Linked DNA regions of Gossypium arboreum: region 1 is linked to region 2. A link is a contact called in public Hi-C data. All regions are on one chromosome and are shown on one strand. Each heading gives the region's core, a stretch centred on a gene start, on an enhancer-like site or on the middle of the called end of the contact. The rest is flanking DNA. Distances are from core to core; before and after follow the strand shown.

Region 1 (5,120 bases), core at 217-2,716, 250 kb after region 2:
TTCAACTTTATAAAAAAGGTTATTTTAGTCTTCTATTTAAATTTTTTAACCTTTAAATTTGTGTTATTTTTAAATCACCTCAAAATGGATGAGCAAATGAACGTTTGTTAACTTTGTTAATGTAACATACACGTGATGCCACATCATTAGCAATTAATTGGTTTTTTATTTTTAAAATTCAAAAACTATAAAAATTATTTTAAAAAGTCAAAAGCATAAAAGTATAAAAATTGTAAAAGTGTTTTTAAATTTTAAATTTTAAAAATTAATTAATTGTTAATACGGTGACATACAGATGACAATTTTCTTATATTCTAAGTCTGTAAAGTTAACAAAAGTTCACTTTTCTATTTATTTTGGAGGTGATTTAACAAATAATGTAAGTTTAAGAACTAAAATTAATTTTTTCTGTAAAGTTAATAAATTATTATGTCTAAAAATAAATAAATTTGATAGTTTATGAAAAATGTACGGTTTATTAAATAGAAATTAGAAAGTAAATAAAATGGACAAAAGTAACAAGAGGAAAAGGGGAATTCTTCTTTTAATTCCTTTCCTTTTTCTCTTTAGACATAAAATAGAAAAGTAGAAATTGTATTTTTACTAAGACTCTTTCAAAGAGGACAACCACACGACAAACCATTGAAGAAGGCCGACCAGCTTTTCTTTTTCCCTGTTTTTGCCTTCGTTTCCATTCCAATGAATTCTTGTGTGCTGATATCTGAGAATTGGGTAAAAAAACATTATTAAGAGTCGAATTATATTTTATTCTTTTCATTTAAAAATAAGTAAATTAATTTTTTTATATTAGATTTTTAGTTTTTTTATACTGTTAAAAGTTAGCGTGGTGGATAGAACAACTAGACAATAACATGTAACGTGTCACGTATATCTTATGATGATATACAATGGTGATTTTTAATAATAGAAATAAATGAATTTTATACTGAAAGACTACTTTGCTCTTTAATCTAATGTACATGAATTAAATTGCCTATTTTTTTAATAAATGGGTAAAATGTAATTTAATTCTTAGTACATGAACATTCATGATACTTTTATCACATAATTTATTATTTCATTGTAATTTTTAAATATTCATACAAATTTGTGAACTAGTAGCGCTTCATCACACACTAAATAATAATAATAATAACAATCATGATATCACTAATAAAAATATAAATTTATTATTTTAATAATTTATATTCAAATTTTATCATTTGTTGAGATTTAAAATATAATTTTATTACTACTAATTTAAAGTTATAAATTATAAAAGAAGTAAATTAAAAATTTATCATCCTGAATGGGCTCCGCCGCTGGCCTTCCCTCATTTCACTTCATAATGTGATTGGTATGTGATTGTAGAAAAAGAAAAATATTAGAAACGGAAATCGATTGCCTGGCAGCAGTCTCATTTTTACTTGTAGCTTTTAGCCTCTGTGTTTGAAAATAAAATTAATTTAGTCAAACCTAATTTTGATTAAAAAAATCATAGGAATACAGGTAATAATGAAGATGACAAGGAGCGTGAGCGCAATCAACTCTGTAATCCTTAGCAGATCAACTAACAATCTAAAACATTCTAAACCGAGTACTAGCTGGAACATTTGGAGTGAATTTATGGTCCTCATGGTAGCCATACAACATCCTTCTTCTACATATATATATATATATATTCTGTCACCCTATATATCTGGAAAACGTGTGTTAGTTGTGCTTCTTTATTTGGACCACATCTGTTCTTCTGAAATTTTTCTTTTCTGCTCCATACATCTCTCTCTCTCTTTCTAACTTCCTATTTAACCCATTTCTTATTTGTTCTTCTTTCACTGTTGGGCAGCACATTCATTCTACATATCTCCAGGCCTCATAAGATTAGGGCTGGTATTTTTCCAGAAAATATTCCAAGGTGAAGCAGTTTGTTGGTTTGCATTCATTAATCTCTGTTTCCGTTATATCCAAGTATGGTTTTATGATGTTAAACTGCAATATAGCTGACCCTTTTTCAAAATTGAAACCATTAATTAGGTGCAAATGGATCATGGTGAGAATCCGGTTTCAATAGAGTTGCAGGAACCTGCTGAACCAGTTCCACAGCTCCTCAAACTTATATCATCCAATGAAGTGGCTGGCTTTGATAGCATCATGGTGAGTTACATCCTTTGGTATATGCCATCTCTTACTTTGGTCTCTTTTGATGATTCAATGTTTGAAATTCATTGCTATGTTTGGGTAGCAGGAAGGTGAAACGCCTGTTTTCCCAAATCCAACCAATAGTTCTCAACCCAATGGTCATCAGAGGAAGCTTTCTATTTCAATCAGCATGCCTTCATCTCCTACAGGAGCTACCTCAGCAGGCACCAAGAATGTTTTATTTGTTCAGGACAATGCCAAAGGTTTCAAGAATGGAGTTCCGGAATCTTGTGTGGGTAGTAAGGCAAAGCCTAAAGGAGTCAAGTTTCTGTCTCAGCCAATGCCCAAAGGATCAGTGTTTGGGGAGGGAGCTAATATGAATCAAAATCCAAACGTCAAAAAGTTCAAGGACAAGAGGTTCGATTCATTCAAAACATGGTCTGGGAAACTTGAAAGGCAGCTAACCAATTTACGAGGAAGGCAGCAGGAAAGTGAATCAGAAGACGACTCTGTGAGACCTTCAGAGAATGAAGCCTTACCTGTGGACCGATACTTTGATGCACTTGAAGGACCAGAGTTGGAGACCCTAAGGGTATGTAATGTGCCCATCTTCCCCCAATCCTTTACTCCAAATTAAGAGATTTTAATAAACGACCTGTTTCCACTCTTGACAGGCTTCGGAGGAGATTGTGCTTCCAGATGACAAGACTTGGCCTTTCCTTCTTAGGTATCCAATCTCTTCATTTGGTATCTGTCTGGGAGTTAGCAGCCAAGCTATTATGTGGAAAACACTGGCCACTGCTACCTCTACAAAATTTCTTCACATCAGCCTCACTGTAAATCTCATCCTATGGTGGATATCTGTCGCTCTGGTAGCCATTGTTGCTTCCATCTACCTTACCAAAGTGATACTCTACTTCGAAGCTGTTCGTAGAGAGTATTACCATCCCATCCGAGTCAACTTCTTCTTTGCTCCTTGGATATCTCTTCTCTTCTTGGCTATTGGGGTGCCACCTTCAGTTGCTTCATCCCTGCCTGTAGCTTTATGGTATGTTCTTATGACGCCATTCCTCTGTCTGGAGCTTAAAATCTATGGGCAGTGGATGTCAGGTGGTCAACGAAGACTTTCCAAGGTGGCTAATCCTTCCAACCATCTCTCAGTTGTTGGGAACTTTGTGGGAGCTCTATTGGGTGCATCCATGGGGCTTAAAGAAGGCCCTGTATTCTTCTTTGCAGTTGGATTGGCTCATTACACAGTCCTTTTTGTAACCCTTTACCAGAGACTTCCAACAAATGAAACACTCCCCAAAGAGCTCCATCCTGTATTCTTTCTGTTTGTTGCAGCACCAAGTGTTGCTTCAATGGCATGGGCCAACATCCAAGGCTCTTTCGATTATGGATCACGGATTGCCTACTTCATTGCCTTGTTCCTCTATTTCTCACTAGTAAGTTAGCCACTTTGTTGATCTAACTTCACTTATAAGTTGCACACATAGTAAAGCTAAAGTGTTGCACATTTGTACCATGTTTTGCAGGCAGTTCGGATTAACTTTTTCCGAGGATTCAAGTTAGTGCAGCACTACCCTAACTTACATATATATAGTTAAGTTGTTTTAGGCAGTCCTGATTCTAATTTCTCTTCTATTTACAGGTTCTCATTGGCTTGGTGGGCGTACACGTTCCCGATGACCGGTGCTGCGATCGCAACCATGAGATATTCAAGTGCGGTCACAAATGTAGTAACTCAAACTCTTTCTGTCATTCTATCTGTTGTTGCTACACTCACAGTAACAGCTCTGCTTGTGACCACTATACTGCATGCCTTTGTCCAACGAGACCTCTTCCCCAATGACATTGCCATTGCTATTAGCGACAGAAAACCAAAATCTCATAGGAGGTGGTTCAATCTTAATAGACATGGAAGCTCAGAGCATAATGCAGACATTGACACTTTCTTGAAATTTGCAAATGGCGACACCAAAGACATAGAAGCTGCGCTGAAAATTTCCAGTGCAGAAGCTAAATGAGTTTAGAAACTTCATGCATGTGCCACTGTGATCAGCCTTAGGTTCAACTTTCATCAGGTTCTTCCCTCTTAAGCAGTCAGACATGCGAGGAACGTCCAATTTGGAGTTTTTGAAGGTTTCCAGTGACCATGTGTGTAGAGAGAAAAGAAGGTTTGTGGGAGTTTCAGCAGAGAGGGTGAAGGAAAGTGTTGAAAGTTTGATTAGTTGTAAATTGCAGAGTGTATGTGACAGATGTTGATGTAATAAGTTGTTGCGTTGAATAAAACTAAAGTTGTGTTTAAAAAATGCGAGAGTTTTCAATTTTAATTGGGAGTTGTAATTCAATCAAATTAGAGGAGCCATATTCCTATTTCCTACTAAGACACTAAAGAGGGCATGGAAAGTAACTGTTTTAAAATTTCTCACAGAGAATATTACCTTTTTCTTATTTATTTAATATTTTTTTGCCACAAAATTATAATACATTATTTAATTTTAAATATATTTTAAATGCCACTTAAATTTAAATTAATATTCTAATTTAATAATATGAAATATTTAAATTCTATTTTCAATTTAATCATATTATTAATTTATTTTATTTAAAATAAATAAATAAATAAAATTAAAATAAAAGTTTGCTACTAATAAACTAACTTTTTAAGTACTAAATATCACTAAAAAATTAAAAACAATCAAATTTATATTTTATTTAATGGGAAATTTTGAAATTTACCATCACATTTTAATCTCTACAATTAAAATATATAAGTAATTAAAATAAAATATTGGTTGAGTGATAAATTTAAAGTTTTTCAATGTAACGGCATGAGTTTAAATTTCACCGTATGTAAATTTTATTACTTTTTAATTAAAAGACAAAAACACCTTCAAATAATATAAAATTTTTTAAACATGAAAGATCATTTTTGTAATTTTCAAATCGAGTTGGTATCTGATTGACTTGTGACACCA
Region 2 (4,788 bases), core at 1,503-4,002:
ACATAAAATTGTCAAATTTTATTTATTTATCTCATTGCGAAAATTCTAAATATGAGTTTTGAAATATAAATTTTAACTATTAAGATTCAAAATTATAATAGTAAATTAGTTGACATTATGAATGGATCGAAATTAATTTCAAAATTATGAATGAAAATTATTGTCCTTAATATTTGTCTAAGAAACTCAAATTTCAAATCTTAGAACAATCTTTACAATTAACTAATTAATTAATTTTATCTTTCATCTCAAACCAAACTCTTTTTTTCATCACTTTTTATCAAAACAAAGAACAAACAATTGATTTAATTAATTTCAAGTATTTTTTTCTTTATTTTAAGCTTAACATGGAAGATTCGGGATGATATAAACAAAAAAAAATGAGTTTTATAAACAATTATTAAATAGGAATTATTTAAGTTGATTTAGTTAAGGATAATTTGAAAACATATAATAAAATTTCAAATTTTAAAAGTAGATTAAATTAATTAATTTTAATATTATAATAACAAATCAGTTGACATTATCAACCTATAGAAAAATTTCAATAAATTACTTTGATGTTTTGAAATTTTAAATTTCAATATTAAAACAAGAAATTTAGAATTTTAGCAATGAGATAAATAAGTACACTTTGACAAATTTTGTGTATTATTTTAATTTCTATCGTTTTTCTCACTTTAATTCTTACTTTTTACCTCAATTAATACTTAAAAAAAATAATTTTTGGGTGACTAAAATGAAAGTGTCAACATGGAGTGGTGTATGCACTACCATTAGAGATTTAATGTTTGGGTGTGTAAAATGAAAGTGCCTTAAAAGTTAGATGACCAAATTGTAAATATTTCATTTTAGAAGAAAAAAACAAATGCTCTAAAAACTAAGCGACCAACTAAATAATTCACCCTTTAGAACATACACAAAAGAAAGTTTTTAAGAGTTCTTTTATGATGATTTATTTTTTTAATGTTTGTTTTATTATTTATGTTTGAGATTTATTACCCAGAATTTTAAATTTGTATTTTTTTATAAAGAGTGTAATGTCTTTATACAAGTATGAAGAATTGTTAATACTAAGATTCCATGCTTCTCCAACATCTTCCACTTTCTCACCAAATTCTATTACACCTTTACTTTTAAATACACTATCACCACACTAGTTAAGATTAAGGTTCCATGCTAGTCCCACTTCTTCCCCTTCTCACCAAACTCCCACCAGAAACTACCAGTTGTCCTTGAAAAGGCATTAATCACCCAAGTAAATATTCAGAAATCATCACATCTTTAACTTTCAAAGCTACCATAAATACAAGAGCTCAGACAATGGGAATTAGTTTCAATTTCTTCATAATTATCCATGAACTTTACAAGTACTAACCCTGCTTACACTGCCCACCAATGCCCATCATATATAAATTCCAGCCTTTTGTTCTTTTTGTTCTTATCAGTTTACATCTTTCGTACATAATCATGATAATAAATCCCAAGGTTTCTATTCAGGTGATAATAATTGCTTGTAATTCGTGGACGAAAGAGAAGAATCTGAGGAAATTAAAGACTTTAATTAGTAATTAGAGCTCGATAATTAGTGCAAACAACAGTATAAGAAATAGAATCTGAAACCATGACCTGTAGAAGAAGATGCATTGCTTAACTTGTATTTTGAAGAATCACTTGTACATCTCGACAACCAAGATGATTCTGCTGTCAAAACAAGCCAAGGATCCAATTCCAAATTAAACCAAATGATTAGTATTAGCTTAAAAACACAACTAATTACCTGATGAGGAATTGAAAGATTTCTTGCAATGCAAAATGGCGCTTTCAATCGCATCGTGTCGGAGTAGCAAGGAATCATCTTTCCGATTAATTGGGGATGCTGCATACGAGGCTGATCTGCTCTTTACCAATTGCTTGCAAACCCCTGTCGAAACACTCCCCTGTACTCCTTTCATGGGATACACCGTTGCCGGAGAAGCCACCTTTGATAACTCACCTGAGGGTGAGAGTGAGACCTTTGCCTTGTCACTTGGAATGCTTTTTTTGGAGATTTTTACGTACTTTATTATATTCAAGTATTTCTGTATCAGATCTTTCGAACTGCTCCTTTCTTCATGCCTTGGGGTCTCCATAGAAATACCGATCAACTCTTTTCTCTGGGGAGTACATGTTTTACTGGTATTTGCCATTGACTTGGACTTGTTGAGAGTAAAAGCTCCAAATTTGGGAGCAGAGTTTAACAGGTGTAAGGGAGATTGAGGCTTGGAGGTTGGGTCAATGGGGAGGATCTTTCTTTTGGAGAAATGATCATTCTGCATTGGCAACAAGGGGAAGTCATCATTCTTAGCCGAATCATGCTGGAAATCAGGTGTTTTGTGAAGGGTGCGTAGATGGAGGTGGTTGAAGTGGTGCAAAGGAAGCTCCAAGTCGATGAAAGAGTCGTCCTCTTCATCCAATTCATGATGTGGAATTTCGATGCTTCCACAACAACGTTGGGTCTGGTTCTCTTTCATAGCCACACAGCTAGGTTTCCAAAACCTCAGAAATTTGAGAGCTTCCATATGGAAACAGAGAGACAAAAGGCTTTTTTACAGTTTTACTTGTCAAAATCTAAGAGAGAAACTTCACCGCTTTGCCTGCGTTTTATGGGCGTTTCAAGGGAGAAGCCAGAGAGATTGTGTGAGTCTTCTGTAATTCAATAATGGATAATATCCTTAAAAGTATCATGCTCCCCCAAGTAAGATTGCATTTTATTTGACGTTAAATAAAATAAAATTTTAATTTTTATATGAAAACTTTTATTTATTTCTTAAATTAAAAATTAAATTTTTTAGAATAACTACATTGTTATATCGATATGTTATATATATATCATGTTAATATATAAAATAAGTTTTTAATCTTAAAATAAATAAAACTTTTAATAAAATAATTAATTTATTTTTAATTTAATGTATATTAAAAATAATTTATTTAATTAAAATTAATTTATCTATTTTAATAGATAGAATAAAATACAGTAACCATATTATCCATATAGATTTTCATATTTTAATTATTGCTTTCTTTAAAAAAATTACTGTCAATGCCTATGTAGTCCAAATTTTGTAGGTGGGGTAGCTTTAGTTTTGATTACTGTATTATAATGTAGGTATGACTGTTTTACTTTTACTTGCAAGTTGCAAAGCAGTTAATTATATTTTGCGTGAAGTTGCAGCCATTTTTAATTCCTTCAGAATTGTCAGCAAATTGGGACTCCTGCACCTGCAGTGTCTCGCGCAATCCCCCGTCACTACAATTATTATATTTCATAGTTGTTTGCATGTGATATTATTTTTTGGGGGTTTTATTCAAAATTTATCTTTCAATTTTTTTTTATAAACTATCTATTTAGTCATTTAACTGTTAGGTGCTGCAACATTCTATATTCGATCAAGTCATCACATCTGAATTACGTGATATTAAATTTGTTGTCGAAATAATTATAATTAAATGCAATTCTATATAACTATGAATACATGCTAATATTATATTAGTCCTTTTGAGTATGTTATACAATCATTTTCAAGTTTTATATGAGCTTACGAAAACTCTTTTACAACCCGATGTTAAACTAGGACCAAATTATAAAGTTTACCAATTATTAGATTGACGTCACAACTTCAAGGGTTCTTGGTCGTGACACAACTCATTGACTTGATCTTGTCGCGACGTTAAGAGCTCGATGTCGCGACGTAACCGTTTATTTGCAAATGTTCCAAATGGTACCTAATTAAAACATTTATCCAATTTAATATCAAAACCAACTCAAACCTAGGTACATGCCATATATCAAAATGAAAGGGACTATACAAACATTTCTAAGCCGAGGGTTGTAAGCTATATGCTAAATAAACAAATCGTGCTGTAAGCGATAAAGCTCAGTAATACTTTCATTATTCAAGTCACAAAATAAGCATATTTACTATAAGAATTCAACCAATATATACCACAATTCAACCAAATCAAATTGTATATTTAATACTCAAATATTATTCTCATACACCATTTCATTTAATAATCAAAATAACATTTTATGCTATCCTTTCTATTAACAAAGATGCAACATATCTAATTTAATTACATACATATACATTCATGTACCAATATGATATTTAATCTCATTTTCATTCGAGGCTATTCTATCATTTATTTTAAGATTCAATTTCTCTTTCTTGATTCTATTGATTTGTTCAAAGTTAATTCAGCCCCCAGGGCTTGTTTAAACCAAATCGCATGTCTTTCACATGCTGTCGTTTTCCACATATCACATATATACAAACATACTAATTCAATCATATTCATCTCGTTTATCATGTTACCAATTCATGTTTTTATAACCCTATTAACGAGACACAAACTTAGAATGGATACACAGATCTATTACTCTGTCATCCCGGATTGCTTGGCAACAATGACTACTGGAACATGTACATACTACCATCCCGGGTTACTCGACAACTATGACTTTCACAATCTAGATATATTGCCATCCCAAGTTGCTCGTCAATGATGACTATTATATATGTACATTCTACCACCCGAGTTGCCCGACAACAATGGTTTCTAATCATTTTACCTAACCCTATGACATGTCAACTATATTTGACCCTGTCTGTACAGCTAATAGGGTAACCAATGTTTCAATTTCATATTATAAACCAAATCACATATCATGATCTCATACAAACATTTCATAACCAATTCAAATATCAATGTATACCATATATTATCATTTCATTATACTCA

Evidence for each region. A called contact is a pair of places that touch in the nucleus more often than the background predicts.
Region 1: a Hi-C map of leaf shows a contact between it and region 2, with 7 times the contacts expected there. The contact joins the promoter of LOC108450773 here to the promoter of LOC108465852 in region 2. A contact is called at or near these places in 2 of 5 Hi-C or Micro-C datasets (both in leaf).

Annotation. Positions count from the first base shown.
Region 1 is chr8:86,240,449-86,245,568 of ASM2569848v2, forward strand. LOC108450773 (S-type anion channel SLAH2) reads left to right here and starts at 1,467. Exons shown (of 7, transcript XM_053031511.1): 1 at 1,467-1,638; 2 at 1,847-1,915; 3 at 2,035-2,154; 4 at 2,243-2,731; 5 at 2,814-3,584; 6 at 3,675-3,706; 7 at 3,791-4,451. The coding sequence starts at 2,041. The coding sequence ends at 4,166.
Region 2 is chr8:85,984,205-85,988,992 of ASM2569848v2, forward strand. It overlaps LOC108465852 (membrane-associated kinase regulator 5-like), which reads right to left and starts at 2,753. Exons shown (of 3, transcript XM_053031566.1): 1 at 1,781-2,753; 2 at 1,656-1,701. The coding sequence starts at 2,561.